Regions from separate parts of the Mus musculus genome. Here region 1 is linked to region 2. A link is a contact called in public ChIA-PET data. All regions are on one chromosome and are shown on one strand. Each heading gives the region's core, a stretch centred on a gene start, on an enhancer-like site or on the middle of the called end of the contact. The rest is flanking DNA. Distances are from core to core; before and after follow the strand shown. Region 1 has its middle 10 kb from the start of Gm40378. Region 2 overlaps Dnah6 (dynein, axonemal, heavy chain 6).

The links. ChIA-PET counts read pairs in DNA pulled down with a chosen protein or histone mark.
Region 1: an RNA polymerase II ChIA-PET map of memory CD8 T cells shows a contact between it and region 2, with 41 read pairs. The contact joins two enhancer-like sites. A contact is called at or near these places in 2 of 115 datasets of contacts at active chromatin or transcription factors (embryonic stem cells and memory CD8 T cells) and 2 of 9 other capture datasets (adipose tissue and liver).

What each region holds. Positions count from the first base shown.
Region 1 is chr6:73,277,656-73,282,053 of GRCm38.p6, reverse strand. No RefSeq gene overlaps it. Among named protein-coding and RNA genes, the nearest start is that of Gm40378, 10 kb to the left of the region's middle. Within about 2 kb of position 2,098, at least 30 of the 459 cell types and tissues checked have an H3K27ac peak or open chromatin away from gene starts, as enhancers often do. A contact at or near this core is called in memory CD8 T cells, where this site is marked.
Region 2 is chr6:73,207,845-73,212,053 of GRCm38.p6, reverse strand. Dnah6 (dynein, axonemal, heavy chain 6) reads left to right here. Exons shown (of 77, transcript NM_001164669.1): 3 at 3,346-3,507. Among named protein-coding and RNA genes, the nearest start is that of Dnah6, 12 kb to the left of the region's middle. Within about 2 kb of position 1,438, at least 106 of the 459 cell types and tissues checked have an H3K27ac peak or open chromatin away from gene starts, as enhancers often do. A contact at or near this core is called in memory CD8 T cells, where this site is marked.

The sequences.
Region 1 (4,398 bases), core at 849-3,348, 69 kb before region 2:
CCGAGAAAAAAAGATGTCCCTTTCTGGAGGAAGCAGCCTGGGAGTGGCCTGGAACTCCGGTCACCACCAAAACTCAGAGAATCAATAAAGGATGAACTCTGAAGCCATTGAATTGGCCCAACATCCCGCCCCACCACTCTGTCAAGCCCCTACTCCTCTAAAAAGCAAATGTCTATCACAAACTTCCCGGGAGCCACTAGGTATTGCTCCAAACATAGCCTGTAGCCTGTCTCTGCAGATGTGTAAGACCCAAAGTGACCAGCTGCTACCCTGGACAAATATGACTCAGAGGGTGAAATTCTAAGTTTCTAGTTGGTCATCTGGACCCATTCTCTATCTTTGCTGTGATTCTGTGTCCCTGAGAGACAGTCCTATTGATGGCATCAAATGGGCTTGTACATTCTCTGCTTTCTGCCCGGTTCAGCTATCAGGACATAAGAGAGGAGGGTGGGTTAGTCAGGGTATGCATCCCCCTCCCTCCATGTCAGGGTTTGGCCTGGGCAGTGATTGTGTTCCTCTGTGTAGGCCACCACTCCTTCCTGTAATCTCACACATAGCACTGGCCTCACCAGCTTCACAAACAGCTTGTATCCGTTGTCAACTAAGATCTGAAGGTGGTAAAAGTTTCTCGCGGTGGCTGACTTGAGGGTCTTATTTAAGTATTAGGACACCATTGGTATTAAGACACCACTGTCCACCTACCATGACAACTCAGGATGCTTACAAACTAAAGGGAGGGGCTCCCAAAGCAAAGGTCAAAGGACAACCAACATTCAAATATGTGAGAGATAAAGTCCTAATTAATGACCTACCCAGGAGAGAGAGTTCTAATAGGAGATTCACAACCAAGTGAGAACACAGGATTCCAAGTAAACAAACGCAATCATAAAGTCAAAGGCCCTCCAAGGGACATCCACAGGGAACTGTTCTCGTCTTTCTAAGTGGCCAGGATGAAATGACAGAGTAGGGTATGGGGACACATTAAACTCTCTGGTTCCCAGGTACAACTCGTCCTCTCCGAGAGCTCAGTGTTAAATAAAAATTCCTCAGAGAAGACTTGTAGCCAAGCACTGTAACCTGGGAGCCCAGAATCACCAGACCCAAAGCAGGAGACCAGAAGTTCAAGATGGGCATTGCTGGTTAAACTTTTACTTCACACGTACTCATTTCCATCCCTCCCAAACCGCTCAGAGCTCTGAAACAGTCTCATGTAGCCCAGAATTTGTAGCTGAGAATCATCTCAAACTCCCGATCCTCTCTCCTCCAATTCCCAAGGGGCTAGCCTGGCAGGAAGTCTATTTGCTCCGCAGCCTTCTCGTTTCCTGAGAGAAAAGTCAAGTCCTCTCTGGCATCTCAGGACTAATGCTGAAGCAGCAGGAGTGTGGCACACTCCATCTCCACGGGGACTGAGGCTCTTTGTCCTATCTACCCTCCTGTCCTTGAGGTAGTCCTCTCTACTAGTTGGCTGATCCTAAGATGTTTTATAACAAAACTATGTTCCTACGTACTTGTGGTTTCCGAGTTGGGTCACCCCAGCAAATTAGTCTGTAGGGAGTTACAGAACTCTCCAACCTAAAACCACGCCAAGTGTGGGCAGTATGGCGATGTCAGGATTTGTGGCTGGCTTGTGAAGTGGGAGCACTTTGTGAGATGACACCCCTTACCTGCGGGGTCTCTAGTTAACACAGGCAGGTGAGGTGAGAACTGGACCAAAGGCTGGGACACAGCAGTCAGTGCTGGGGAGCTGATGTGAAGATGTGACTCTAAAGGGAGAGGTCAGGGAAGCAGGACAAGAGTCCCACCTACGAGTAACACCAGAAGCTCTCGCAGGAGACTCCTGGGACAGTGACTACTTAAGACATTTTCCAAAGGCCGTTGTGTTTCATCTTCACGACCAGGATCCCCTGAGGAGCTGGGACTAAGATACAGTAAGTACTGCGGCAGACTCTTCAGAAAAAAAAAAGGGGGGGGGGGACTTTCCGAGCTGGCAGCAGCTGGAGTAGTGAGACTGCATCGAGCTACTCACACTGGGAGTTTGAGCTGAGGAGGAGAGGCCTGAATGCCAGCCTGCTATGAGAGACGCACTGTGGTAAACCTGGAGGGCAAAGTTCCCTGGCCAGGACTTCTCTGTGACTGTGGTGTGACCCGAGCCGTCACCCTGAGCACATCTGTTGTTTCTCTTGGCAAATCTACTGCACAGCAGTGTCAAGAATGAGTTGTGGCAGAGGCCTGCCCACTGCCTTCAGATGTGGGCAGGCAGGTACCACGACCGTGAGCAAGTATGTGGTGGGGAGACGGGAGAGGAAGAGAAACAGAATGGTTTTGTGGACTGTGAAGAGAGGCAGAACTGGAGATGCAATGGCAGTGATGTGAGAGGCCCCTGCTGTCCCGGCCCATGCTAATGCTGAGGACCATGTCTGGGGTCATGTCCCTACTGCAGTAGGGGTCTTTATTGATGTCCATAGCTGTCCCTACTGCAGTGGGGGTCTGTATTGATGTCCATAGTCCATGCTACCAAGGGTCATGCAGATGTCTATGACCTGAGCTGCCACCTGAAGCCACGTTGATGTCAAAAGGGCCATGCTGAGCTTGAGCTGGGCCCATCCCTTACCTGGGCAGTACAGGAGAGCTGGTCCAGGCAGCATGGTCAAGGGAGAGCTGGCCCCCATGGCATGGGCATGGGAGAGCTGGCTGGCTGAACAGCTCAGCTACTGCCCAGGCTCAGATCCACCCCCAACACTGACTCCATCTATGAGCTGGAGGGGCCAGGCCTACAGAAGAAAAGCCACAGGATCTCTATGACTTAGGGCAACAGCAGGATATCCCAGAGGAGTCTTGGTGAGGGGCCAGTATTGATGGTGTAGTAGAAGCCAGAGGCCTTGACCCAGACCAACAACTCACTACCATGAACATTTGCAGGTAAAGTTATTTGGGCAAAAGGCAATAGTTTCCAGTGCCATGACAATGAACGATTATGTGATAGAGAGGTGGGAAAAGCAGAGGAGCAGGTTACACACAGTGGAGCTGGAGCACTGACTGCTGTGACGGGTGCCAGAAGGCCTTGATAGATAGAGGAGCAGGTTGCTGCCCAGAGGTCAGCAAGATGGTTTGTTATTTTATTTTATTGGGGGTGGGGGAGCAGGCATTAGAAGAGTGGAGGGCAGATATGGAAGGACTGGGATATCAGTGGGACTAGGGTGCATAGTGTGAAATTCCCAAAGGATTAATAATAATAAAAAAAAAATAGTGTTAAAAAAATGAGTTGTAGGAGTTGTAGGCAGCTCTCTCCCGACTGCCTATAACTCCAGCTCCAGGTGATCCGATGCCCTCTTCTGCCCTCTGGGGGCATCTGCACTCTCATGCACAAACCCACCCACAAACACCACACATACACATAAAAATATATCTTTAACAATGAAAAAAAAAGGTGAGTTGTACAAAATTCAAGAAGGGACTGTGTTCTATTTAGGGATAGAGACGGCCCCTGGGAGATGAGATATATAGCCGGATGTGCCAATAGTAAAAGCAGAACTGTAACACCAGGCCAGGCATGGAAACCATGAGGAACCAAAATCAGTCCAGGGGGATGGAGAGATGGCTCAGTGGTTAAGAGCACTGACTGCTCTTCCAGAGGACTTGAGTTCAATTCCCAGCAACCACATGGTGGCTCACAACCATCTGTAATGGGCGCCGATGCCTTCTTCTGGGGTGTCAGAGTCAGCATACTCATACATTAAATAATCAAACAATTTTTTTTAAAACTCAGTCTTGGCTGCTATCTCATGCTATTTACAATCATCAATTTAAGGGTGATGTGAGCTAAATGTGTAGGCTCTTAAATGATAAGGTTTGTGAGAAAACAAGACTAGTACTGTCTTACATAAATGGGAGGCAGAACACAGTACTCAGCATGAAAATGCAGTACAAAACAAAAAAAAGAAAAGAAAAAGAAAAAGATTCTTGCTCTTTATTTAAAAACTTCAGTCCATTAAAAAAATACCGTTAAGGTTGTGTGTCCTAGCTATTGCTTGTAATCCCAGAACTCACAGCGTTGAGGCAGGAGGTCTGCCACTAGTTCAATACCAGCCTAGGCTATATGGTAAGTTTCAGGCCCTGCCTGGGCTACAGAGCAAACCTGTTTCAGCCTACACTGTGTCATTTCTGCTGGCCAGTGTCCTGTGGGATGAGTTGCTGTCCATGTTCAAGGTGATGAAATGCGTGCATAAAGGAATGGTCCTGAACTCCCAAGCTGTTCACAGCCCGTCCACGAGGTCTGGGCACACTCCCACAGTCTCCCTAGGCTCTCTGTGCCCTCAGCAGCAGCCCAGGCAGTCACGAGACCTCAGATCACTGTTCCCTTGTCTCCTAGACACAGCAAACCCAGCATTCCTTCTCACC
Region 2 (4,209 bases), core at 189-2,688:
ATTAATATTTTTTATTAAAATAAGTGTCACATTTTATTAAATTAAATTATTTTCTATATTGATGAAGATTTTTCATGTCATATTTCCCATAATTCCCATTTGGCTCTTTTAATTTTTGATTATTTTTTTAGTGCTTAAATAGTTTCTCTATAATAAGGTCCTGTCTTTTTCATGTAAAAATGATTGCTGACTATTTTAATTTGGTTCCTTATTTTGAAAGAAGGCCCTGTCAGGGGTCTGGAGAGCTGACACAGCAGATAAGAGCTTTTGCTGCTCTTCTGAAGTACCTGAGTTCACTTCCTATCACAACCATCTGTAACTACAGCTCTAGGGATACAACACCCATTTCTGGATGCTATGGGTACCCACACACATGTAGTGCACACATACTCAGACACATACACAAGAATGAAATTAAGGAATTCTGTTTATTGTCAATAATATCCTTTTAAATTCTCATATTTAATTTTCAGCTTTTGTTTTCGATATATATACATATATATCACAGATATATATGTAAATAACAGATATAACTAATTCTAATATTCCTGCCTTTATGACTGAACCAATTAATTTATTTAGTTTTCAAACTATGACCCATAGGTCAAATTGAACACTCTAATCTTTTGGATTGATGGCTGCCGCATCCATTTATTTGCATAATGCCCAAGAGTTCTTTTCTGCTTCCATGTCAGAAGTATATGGTTGTAATAGAAACTCTATGGCCCATAATGCTTAAAACATTTATCTGGCCTGTGGTAGAAAGCTTTTTTCTGAATCTTCATTCCATAAGTTTCTGTCACCCTGGCAAAATGCCTGAGGAAATGAACTTAAAGAGAAGAGGTTTACTGAGGCTCACACTTCATAGGCTTCAGTCCCTGGGCAGCCAGCTCTGCTCTGGACCTGCAACAAGGCAGAGTAAAGTGTTGATGGAGCATGTGATGGAGGCGGCTGTGGCATCCAGGAGGCAGAAAGAAAGAAAAGGGAAGGAGCCGAGGACCATACACACCCTTAACATATGTCCCAGACAACCTGCTTCGCTCAACACTCAAGTGGGCCCCAGCTTCTGGTGTCTGCCATTTCTTAGTAGTATCACTGGTTGTGAACCAAGCCTTCAGCACATATGCATTTAAGGAATGTTCCAGATCCAAATTCTAAGGCAGTTGTTCTAGGTGCCCTGACAAAAATGAAGAATTGATACTGTGGTAGTTAGAATGAGAATGGTCCCCATATATATTTGAATGTCTGCTTTCCAGCTTGAGGAACAATTTGAGAGACTTAGAGGCTTCAGAAGTCTCTCTCTCTCTCTCTCTCTCTCTCTCTCTCTCTCTCGCTGTTTCCTGCTCACAAGTCAGATGACAACTCTCAGCTACCTCCCTGGCGCCATGCTTACCCACTTCCTGCCTTACTCACCACCACGATGGTCATGGACTTTCTTTCTGAAACCACAAGCAAACCCCCAACTAAATGCTTTCTTCTCTATGTTGCCTTGATCATGTTCCTCTCTACAGCAACAGAACAGGAACCAAAACAAACACTAAGGTGATAGTGATATTGATGACCTTATTCTTGATTTTAATAACGGCTTCAGGATTTCTGTACTTAGGGTAGTTGTTGTTCACTATCGGTTTTTGTGAACTGGTTTACAATATGTTAAAATTTTTCTGTCTCTATTTTATTATGAGAAGTTGTAGATAAACACCTCAAAGAGAAATATAATAAGCAGCATTAACAGTGTTGAATTTTCCCTAATTTAACAAAAATATTTTTACATAGACTATGTGTGTGCATGCACACACACATGCATAAAACATATTTAGACGCCAGAGAATAACTTATGAAAATAGGTTCTATCCTTCCAACGTATGGGTTCAGAGGTTAAATGCAGGTCTTAAGCCTTGGCTACAAAGACCCTTATCCACTGAGCTCTCTCGCTGGCCCAGAATAAAGTCTGTTTTCAGAAGAATCAATGTTACAGATGTTAGCAGGGTCTTTAGGAGAGGGAGCAGGGACTGGCTGGCTGAAATCCAGGTACAAGCTCCCTCTCCTGGGAACCACAGACTGTCCCAGTGTCCCAGTGTCCCACACCTCACTGCAGTCTCTCTCTCCTTGCATAGAGACTGCAGCATGGTACTCTCCCTTATCCGAAGTTCCAAATATATGGAAATGCCGAAGGAACCGTGCACAAGCTTACACCCCTCCCACCCAGATTCAAGAATTGTTCCATTTACTTTACGCCTGTCCACACACCCATGTGTGCCTGTTGCTTTGTCACTTAAAGTGGGTTGCGGACATCATAACACTTCACTCTCGGATACCTTGGCTCACAATCAAGAACAGTTCCCTGCAAGATGTAAAATGTTCTTAGAATATCTTTAATTACTTACACTTTTAAAATTACATTTTTGGGGGACATGTGCCAAATGGGAGAGGCATATGCAGGTCAGCAGGCATATGGGGTCAGCTCTCTCCAACAGGTAGGCCCCAAGGAGTGAACTCAGGATACCAGGTTTGGAAGCAAGTTCCTCTACTTGCTGAGCCATCTCCAATGCTCCCTGGCTTTTAAAAATTCATGGTATTTTAAATCAACAAGAGGCTGCTTTCTGATATTAAAATTGTCCCATAGCCTTACTTGCTATCACCATTCTTAGAGAATACATGTTCTTCTCTAAGATGTCAGTGTGGGCTCACAGCTCTAAAAAATATTATTTAACAGGTATGAATGCTTTGCTTAAATACATGTCTGTGCACTGTGTGTGTATGTCTGGTACCCAAGGAGGACAGAATAGAATGTTGGATCTCCTGGAGTTGAGGAAGGAGATGAGCTGCCATGTGTGTGCTGGGACAGAATAGATGTCGATTCAGCTGAATTTCCTGCATGCAGGGGGTTTCTTCATTTGGAAATGGATACCCCTGGAGGACGCCCCGCAGCCCAGGTGGCTTTTATTGACAGGGGATTCCAGGGAGGGGTGTGTGCCCTTTTACCTTGATTGGTTAGCTCTGTCTCTAGAGGTCTGACTGATTCTACAATTGGTTAGACTATGGAGACTTCCCGGGGTGGGGTGGGGGTGGGGTGGGGGTCGGGGGTTGCCTACTCTTTCTAGCTACCTATTCTTACTTCAGGCCAGATGACAAGGTGTCCTCAGATTGGCAGCCTGAGGCTGTGGTTGGTAGACCACAGGTTCCTGGATCCAAGTTCTCATTTCTGGGATACAGAAACTTAGGCTGAGTCTCCCAAACTGTCAGTGTGAGTGAAGCCTGGCTCTGGCTAACTCAGTCCTCAGTAGTAAAGAACAAAGTCTGCAATGACATTCACAAGATAATCCCATCTCTTACTTTCCAAAGCCAGTGCTAAAAGTCTACCAAGATCACAAGCAGCCCGAGTACATATATGAACAGAATCGACAGAAGCTCATGAGCTCTGGAATTCTTAAGCCATCACCAAGCACGGCTGACAGAGCTTCAATCATTAGTCTCGAGGCCCAAGAAGCTGTGAAAAGGAAACAGGTACAATATGTAAAACACTTAAGCAGTCCTTAAACTATTGCGTGTGTGGTGTTGGTCACATGCTTTTAGTTCCTAAGGAGATGGATACAGTTGCTTGCATTTGCAAAATAGAATATTTCTAAGGAAAATTAGTACAGGAAAGGAAAGTCGTGGAGGGAATATCCAGCATCATTATCATCTTCTGATGTTTTCTTGCTTGCATGCTAATGGTGTTATACATAACGTTTTATATGTGTGTGTGTGTATATATATATATACACATACATATATATACACATATGTATATATGTGTATATATATATATATATATATATGTTATAAATAATTGTTTGAAATTGGTGACTTTTTTCCAGAAATGGGGGAATTGGAAAACTCTGAAGAGAGGCAATAAAATAGAGACTAAGCCAGGCATAGTGGCTTTAATTCCATGACTTAGGGAGGCAGAGGCAGACAGATCTCTGTGGGTTTGAAGCCAGCTTGGTCTGCATAGCAAGTTCCAGAAGAGCCAGCTCTGCCTTATGAGACTCTGTCTCAAAAAAAGACAGACCAAAGCAGCACCCAAGATGCCATGTCCTCACTGGCAATTCTAAAGCCGCCAGCTGCCTTAGGAATGGACTTAAGAAAGGCCTGTCAGTGCATGACTTTAAGTCAGTGGTTCTCAGCCTTCCTAATGCTAAGACCCTGGAATACAGTTCCTCGTGT